2 separate regions of the Mus musculus genome follow, and region 2 is linked to region 1. The links are chromatin contacts, called in public HiChIP or PLAC-seq maps. All regions are on one chromosome and are shown on one strand. The core of a region is the stretch at or near the end of the contact, and the rest is flanking DNA. Distances in the headings are between cores, read along the strand shown.

What was found. HiChIP or PLAC-seq counts read pairs in DNA pulled down with a chosen protein or histone mark.
Region 2: a contact with region 1 is called in an H3K27ac HiChIP or PLAC-seq map of SST interneurons, with 6 times the contacts expected there. The contact joins two enhancer-like sites. A contact is called at or near these places in 1 of 39 promoter capture datasets (embryonic stem cells), 24 of 484 Hi-C or Micro-C datasets (the 63-12 cell line, the AML12 cell line, B cells and 15 more) and 2 of 115 datasets of contacts at active chromatin or transcription factors (SST interneurons and embryonic stem cells).

What each region holds. Positions count from the first base shown.
Region 1 is chr7:78,799,869-78,803,950 of GRCm38.p6, forward strand. No RefSeq gene overlaps it. Among named protein-coding and RNA genes, the nearest start is that of Mrps11, 19 kb to the left of the region's middle. Within about 2 kb of position 2,068, at least 18 of the 459 cell types and tissues checked have an H3K27ac peak or open chromatin away from gene starts, as enhancers often do. A contact at or near this core is called in SST interneurons, where this site is marked.
Region 2 is chr7:79,058,832-79,062,913 of GRCm38.p6, forward strand. All of the region lies in intron 1 of Acan (aggrecan), which reads left to right. Among named protein-coding and RNA genes, the nearest start is that of Gm26633, 7.6 kb to the left of the region's middle. Within about 2 kb of position 1,675, at least 2 of the 459 cell types and tissues checked have an H3K27ac peak or open chromatin away from gene starts, as enhancers often do. A contact at or near this core is called in SST interneurons, where this site is marked.

The DNA.
Region 1 (4,082 bases), core at 818-3,317:
AGATAAGAGGCCAGTGGGGAGAGAAATTCGGGAGCCTTCAGTAATTTCACAGGACAGGAAGTAAGTATAAGTGTGCATGTCTGATATGAGTGTATGTGGTGGCAATAGTATTGATAAGAAGGGGATCCAAAAACAGAGCACACTGGCACTCAAAATCCTAATAGAGGCTGGGAAGGCAGGGTGGTGGGCAACAGTGACTTTCAGCGAGGCCGTGGGCAAGCGCAGTGCACAGTCTATATGGCAGTCGCTTTTCTCATTGATGCAACCAAAATACCTGACAAGAAACAACTTATTTGGGCTCACCATTGAGGAGACACAGTCAGGGAGGCACTGTGGCAGGAACATGGATCTCATTGCATCTACAGTCAGAAGTCAGAGAAGAGTGGGGAGAGGAAGGGAGAGATAAGGAAGGGGAGAGAGACAGAGACAGAGGTGGGGAGAAGGAGAGAGGGAGGGGAGGGAGAGAGAGAGAGGGGGAGAGAGAGAGAGAGAGAGAGAAATGCTGTGCTCGGAACACTTCCCCCTTTTTCTTCAGTCTGGGACTCCAGCCATCAGTGGTTCCACCCTTAGAATGGTCTTCTCTCTGCACTTAAACCTTTCTGGAAACACCCTCATAGACATACCTAGAGATTCTAACTCCAATTTTGTCAGTAATTATGGTTAACCATCACAGTGTGGCAAACAGCACAATGTGAGGTCGAGTCGGGCACCAGATCCCAGGCAGGACCCTTTAGATGCTGCCTCATAGAACAGAGAACTTCATAGTCTTTGCAGATGCATTTTAATTAAGGATTCTGAGGCTGGGGGCAGAAGTGCCCCGCCACCCCCATTCCTTATAAAAATGTAGGAAGCTTTGACCATAGGTAAGAATGAGAGTCATGTGACTCAGAAGAAGACTAGAGAGATATGTCACAGGAAGCCAGAGAATCAAGAGTCTTTCTCAGAGCCTCTAAGGATGAACAGACCCAGGAACAAATCAGTTTTTGTCCACTGCTGCCTGACCTCAGGCTCCTGATCTCCAGAGCTGCAAACAACAAAGCTATTTGCCTGTTTGTTTGTTTGTTTGCTTGCTTTCCTTCCTTTCACTGTCCTGGAAATCAAACTTAGGGGCCCCAAACCCCTATGTACCCTACCTCTGGGTCCCAGCCCCAGTCCCAGCATGCCCTTGCTTTCCCCACTTTTTAATCTAATACAGATCTCAATAACAGCTAGCCTTGAACTTATTCTATAGCCTAGACAGGCCTTGAACTCCAGAGCCTCCTGCTTCAGCCTCCAGTGTAGCTGGGATTACAGACCTGTGCTACAAGCTCTTGCTAGCTCCGTTGTTTTGAGGCCTCTGGCAGCACTCATTTGTTCCAGAAGCCTTAGGGGTGCATACAGAGGGGCAGGAGAGAGAGGTGGGGATGTCGGTGAGGATGGAGAGGTGTGTAGAGGACAACCGGACCAGGCTTGGGTGGACTGTGTGTGGGGAAAGGAATAGAGGGCAGCTCTGGCCGGGAGTTGCCAGGGTCACAGCATGGGAGGAAGGTATTTGAGAAAGATCTTTCTGGAGCCTGGTGGAGGCAGGGAGATCTAGGAGCCCTGCTTTATTTAACCCAGGTGGAAAGTGAAGGAAAAGCTGAGTAACAGAGGAGCAGGAACATGATGCAGTGCTTTTCCAGACAGGCTGGGGAGGGCAGAGATGGGGGAGACGCTCTGAGGCTGCTGCAAGGAATAGCACAAAGGAGCCTGCCAGTCCTCCCCAGGGCCTCCTCCTCTGAGAGATGGGCTGCTTTTTCCTTACCTGCATCCTGGACCCTTGGAGGGGGCACGTGCCCCTAAGCACAAAGCACAAAGCACAGGCAGAGATCCTGGGGACACGCAGGGATCCTGAGCCCAGCGTCCCTGAGAGCAGGCAAAAGCACTTTTTTTTTGTCCTGTTGGGACTGGGATAATTGGGGCATTAAGGAAAATGCATTTCTCACCTATTTTCTGTCTGATTGAAACGTACTTTGCAGTCATTTAGAGCTCTCACACCTCCTCAAATCAGAGCTCAGCTCACTCAGATGGAGGCAGAAAACTGGGACATCACATGGCTCCTGAGGCTCCCAGGATTTGACAAGCAAAAAAAGATACAACCTCACCCATATCCCTAGCATCTGAAGACATGGCCAGTCTGGGCAGACTACGCCCCTTGCCTGGCTGCACCCTTCAGAAGTGAGGTGGAGATCCAGGAGGACTGCACTTGCCTCCCATCACTGCCTCAAGACAACTCTGTGTCTTGTCTTCTTCTCTAGATCCTGACGGCACCATTTCAGGAAGGGTCCCTGGCTCCGAGGTTATTCTTGATTGTAAGACTAAGAGCTTAAACAGGGAGTGTGGCTCAGTGATAGGGTGCTTGCCTAGCATGTGCAAGGTTCTAGGTTCAAGCCTCAGTCTCATACACACACAGAGACACTCATACACACACATACACAGACTCATACACAGAAATACATAGATGCACATATATGTACAAAGACACACACACATACACAGACTCATACACAGAAATACATAGATGCACATATAGGTACAAAGACACACACATACATACACAGACTCACACATACAAATACACACAAACACATTCACACATGTACATAAGACACACACATACATACACAGACTCACACATACAAATACACACAAACACATTCACACATGTACATAAGACACACACATACATACACAGACTCATACATACAAATACACACAAACACATTCACACACATGTACATAAGACACACATACATACACACATATATGCGCAAACACATATACACATATGTACAAGGCATACACATACACACATGAGGCCTAGAAGTATCTCTTTTCTTTTCTTTTCTTTCTTTTTTTTTTTTTTTTTTTTTGAGACAGGGTTTCTCTGTGTAGCCCTGGCTGTCCTGGAACTCACTTTGTAGGCCAGGCTGGCCTTGAACTCAGAAATCCGCCTGCCTCTGCCTCCCAAGTGCTGGGATTAAAGGCATGCGCCACCACCACCCGGCTCTCTTCTCTTCTCTTCTCTTCTCTTCTCTTCTCTTCTCTTCTCTTCTCTTCTCTTCTCTTCTCTTCTCTTCTCTTCTCTTCTCTTCTCTTCTCTTCTCTCTCTCTCTCTCTCTCTCTCTCTCTCTTCTTTTCTTTCCCACAACCATTTGAGTTAAGAGAAAAAGGCTGGTCTTTAAGAATGTCCCTTTCCTCTGGCACTGTATAAAACTGGGTGTAATGGCAGCAGACAGCTGTAACCCCAGCACACAGAGAGCAAAAGCAAGATCCGAAGTTCAAGGCCATTCTCCCAGGATATGTGAGACCCTGTTTTCAAAAGTTCAATCTGATAGTCCTTTCGGCGACAAAAGTTGAAAATCTGCCCAAATATTAAACCAAACTTGAGCCTCACTGACTACTCAGAGCTTTTAACCTTCCTCTGGCTCCTCTCCTCCACTTCAAGCCTGAGCAGAACATGGAGCCAAGAGGTGAGGCAAAGCCTCAAGCAGTATTCTTGGTCAGCACGCCTCCCTCACTGACAGTGTTGTAGATGGCCCCTACAACACTCCATTCTGTGGGCACCATCCCACCACCCTGCCCCAGCGTCACCCACGCAGAACTCTCTGCGCTAGACCTTTTCTATGCTGCCCAGAGATCTGTGCACCCAGACCTTCTCAGGGAAGGGCCTGACACTCATCTGCTAGGAGTGCTGCTGGCTGCAGGGACCACCCCAGACAGCTGTTTTGCCCAGTTCACATGCTTCCAAACTACTCTGGCTATTTTAGGCAACCAAGAGTTTGTTAACAGAAAATTGTATTTCCAAACTCTGGGAGTGGTCTAGCTTTGTCCCTACAGATACAACGTGCTCCAGTTTGACCTCATCAGGAAGGGATTCTGATGGCATTGTGAGAACGATGACCTTCAGACCATTGCTTCTCCTTGACCCAAGGGGAAGAAGAGATTGCCAAAGCTCCCAGCCATGACTGTCTCTTATAACTGGCAAAGCTACCATGGAAAAAACCCTACTGTTTCTCCAACCACCATGGGAAGCAAAGGAGATAGTGAGATAGTTTCTGACT
Region 2 (4,082 bases), core at 425-2,924, 260 kb after region 1:
AGAAAAGAAAACTGAACAGGAACCAGGAACTCCTATCCAAGCCCCTACTTTGAGGAATAAAGTTACACTAAATTAAAGCCTAACTGAAAGCTACTAGCCAAAGGGATGGATTTTCATAGCTCACCTGAACCTGCATTTTATAGGATCATAAGACATTAAAGCAGACAGCTTTTAGTATTGACCTTCTCTCCTTAAGTAAGCTGTCAGAAGGGTAGGAGGGGGCACTTGAAGGAAGGGGAGCTTCTCTCAGCCCCGCCTCAGCTTAAACAGTCTTCTGGGTCCTCTAGGGCCGTTCCCCAAGCCACCTGAAAGGCAGTGTGGCGTAGGGGTGGGGGGCATCATAGAAGCACTGTGTCATCCAATCAGAACTCAGCCATAGCTGGGTGTGGTGTCACAGGTCTATAGTCCCAGCTCTAATCCCAAGAGGATCTTGAGTTTGAAGTCACCCTAGACTAGATAGCAAGATCTTACCTTTTTAAAAAATTGATATAGAATATTTGCCTGGCATTGACATCCTGGGTTCCACTGAGTGTGCAGTGCACACCTGCAATCTAAACACTCCGAAGGTAAGAGCAGGAGAAGCAGGAGCTAAAGGTCTTGCTCAGCTACATAGCAAATCTGAGAACATCTTGGGCGACATGAGTCCCTGTCTCAGATAATCAAGGTGTAGGGAAAAGAACCTAACAGACAGTCCCAGGTCCCCCATCATCCATCATCCACCCTTGGGTCACCGTCTGGCTCTGTCCTCCATATCCTACTCATCTCCAGGGCCACACTTAGGAATACTTCTCTCTTCTTTTAGGAGAGAAATATCCAAGCAGAGCATCCCAGGCTCTAAAGAGCATGTCTTCCTGGTCCCAGCCACCACCCCAGCCCTGAGGAAGATGGTTTTCCTAGAGCCTGAACTCTTGGCCTCACATTCTTCATCCCGTCACCCCCACCTCCTTCTTGATCTCCCAAGCCAGGGCTGTCTTACTTCCCAGCCTCCCTGCCTCTACCTCTATATGTCGATGGCTGAGGGGAACAGCTAGACTTTGGAATGACTGTAAAACTTGCAGGATGTTGTCCAACTTGACCAGACACTGAAAGAGAACTGTTATAGAGAGGAGGGTAATCTTCAGGTTGGAAATTAGAGCCATCTAAGGAGCTGGTGAACACTGTATATGGCAAGCCAGCCTCCTCTGTGGGATGAGCGATGGGGACAGGAATCTGATTTTTCTAGTGATTCTCCTAGCCTGAGTCTCTCCTTGAGAGGTTAGTGGCTGATGCTGTAGCTGTGCTCTGCAAGGGCAGGGGGAGTCGAGAACTGTTCCACCTGCCCCCCACCCTTATGCCTGAGACAGGGCCTTGCTTCCAGAACACAGCTGATCTTGACCTTGGATTAAATGAGTACTTTTGTCCCTAGGTGCAAGACAAAGATTCACACACACACACACACACACACACACCAAATTTAAAAAAAAAAACCCAGCTTCTAAAAAACATACCTTCAAGGACAATAGACAGAGTGTTTAAAAGGGTGTCATCTCTTAGGGAGACTGAGGAGTTAAGCAAGTTCCTTTTCAGGGGACTGGAATCTCCTTCAAGTCTCTCAAGCCGAATGTAGCAGCAGGCTAGAAGCTCTTTCTGCCTACAGCAGGCTGAGAGACTCAGTCTAAAGAGCTGCTGATCCAGCAGATCTGTGGAAGGAAAGGCTGCTGCACTGGAGCCCAGGGGCAGACCAAGGAAGAGGCTGGCCCAGCAGGATGCCTAAAAATCCTGTCTCCTGCAGCTAAGAGTATAGCTCAGTAGGCAGAGTGCTTGTCTAACGTGCACGAAGCCCTGGATTTGATAGTGCGTGCTTAGAATCCCAGCCAATCAGAGGCAGGAGACCAGAACTTCAAGGTTGCCCTTGATCACGTAATGAGGTCAGTCAGGGCTATGTAAGACCCTTTCTCAAAAATGGAAACAAATAAAAATTCTCAGCCTTCTCCCATCACTGGCTAGAAGCCCTTTACTCCCTCCCGTGGGCTGGGTCCCGCCTCATTTTCACATCAGCCACCTTCTGTTTAAAGGTCTTCGTAACTATACAGAACTTTGGCTCTTTTGCTGCTGCCGTTGCTCACTGGACCCAAGGGAGATTGTTTGTCGTTCCTGTGGGAGCCTCAGGCCAGTCCTGCTATGGGATTGAACTCCCTCCAAGCCTCCTAACTGAGGCAGAACCCTGTGTGCTCCATCTCCCTCTTAGGTGTTACCAGAGGCCATGTGTCTGTGAATAGCACCCCGGGGAGGTGAGCAGTGTCTCTGGAGTCCAGTAAGGAGCTGTCCTGTCAGCACTGGCCTCTATCACCCCATGCATAACACCACCCTCATCAGGCCCACAGCCTGGAGCTGCCATGGTATCTCTCAAGGCATTCGTATCCTCCCCAGTAGCCTCACCCTGGGATGCTCACTTGGTTCCTCCAAAACAACCCACATTGACTTCTGTATCGAGTTTTGATATCTTAGCAGAGAGAGTCCTCTATGCCTGTAGGACCTGGCTGCTTTTTTTTGTGGGTTTCACCTCCATTCCTGGAGGATGAGGGTGTCGACTCAAAGTGGGAATATGAGGATGGGGAGGGCTATTACCAAGGAACAGCTTGGCACTGGGTTATGGCCTAAGATTGGTGGACCTTCCCTGAGCTCACTGTTCTCCTCTTGGGAGTTCCACCTACTATCTCAGTTTCTTAGGGGCTCCTGGTCTACCAGAAGCCAAACTAGGAAGATATTCCTCTGACATCTAGCAATGTGTAATGATTGAGAAAGGATAACTGATTCACTAAAAATCCTATGTGGAATGGTCTACCTTTAGAATTATGCAGCAATCAAATGGCACGGCCATCTATACCGCCCCTTCTCAAAGCACTGCATTGCAGAAGCTCCCAAAAGACCCGAGAGTGGCCCTGACATGCATTCTGTCTTAGAGTTCTATTGCTGTGAAGAGACACCATGGCCAAGGCAACTCTTATGAAGGAAAACATTTAAATTGAGGGTGGCTTATAGTTTCAGAGGTTCAGTCCATTATCATCATGGCAGGAAGCATGGCAGTGTACAGGCAGACATGGCGCTGGAGGAGCTGAGAGTTCTACATCTTGATCCAAAGGTAGCCAGGAGGAGGCTCTCTTCCTCACTGGGTGGAGCTTGAGCACTAGGAGACCTCAAAGCCAGCCCACACAGTGATACACTTCCTCCAACAAGGCCACACCTCCTAAGAGTGCCACATGCTATGGGCCAAGCATATTCAAACCACCATGAATGGGATCAGACCAAATCTTCTTCTGCAGTCCATGGGCCGTAGGGAGCTGATGTAGAGACATGCCTCCTAGGTTGAGTTTCCCCAAGGCTCAGTTCCTCTCCACCCCCACCCCCGTGCTCCCACCTCTGTCTTCAGGGCTTTGACCTTTCTGTTATGCAGCCGACACGCCCTGCCCACTTGGTTATTCAGGTACACAGGTTGCTTTCCTTTTGTCCACCCCGTTGAAAGAACACAAATATTCCTGTTCACGTACCCTGGCTGCTTTTTTGATGTGGCTTTTGTAGTTGATCACTCTCAGCAAGTTTCTCTGATGACTTTGTCCCCATCCATACCCCTGACATATGAGGTACAAATGGCCGCAACCCAGTGCTCTTTAAACTGTGCTCCAGGGAATCTGCGGTGGGGGAGGCCTATGATAGCCCCACATGAGTCACAGAGGTGCATGGAGAAGGATTGAGTCAATAATTTGGCAGATCCCTCTGTCAGACTCTATCAGGACCACCCCAGTTTTCTGTCTTTTGGAACCCACCAATAAGATGCATTCTATTCTTGTAATAGATGAGAAAACTTGAACCCAGAAAAGAATGTTTCCCCAGACCAACTACAGCTCAGGGACTCTGCACAGTTACCTGTGCATGTTCTGCCATCAGTGGAGGGCACCAGTGACCCAAATAAAAGGAAGGGTCACCTCCATACTCCAGCAGTCTTCTTCCCAGATCTCCATAGCAGCTCCTACAGACTCAGCAACAAGGGGACCAGCTGTTCTAAGGGATAATTTGTTCTTCTACATTGTCACCACCTCTGTGGC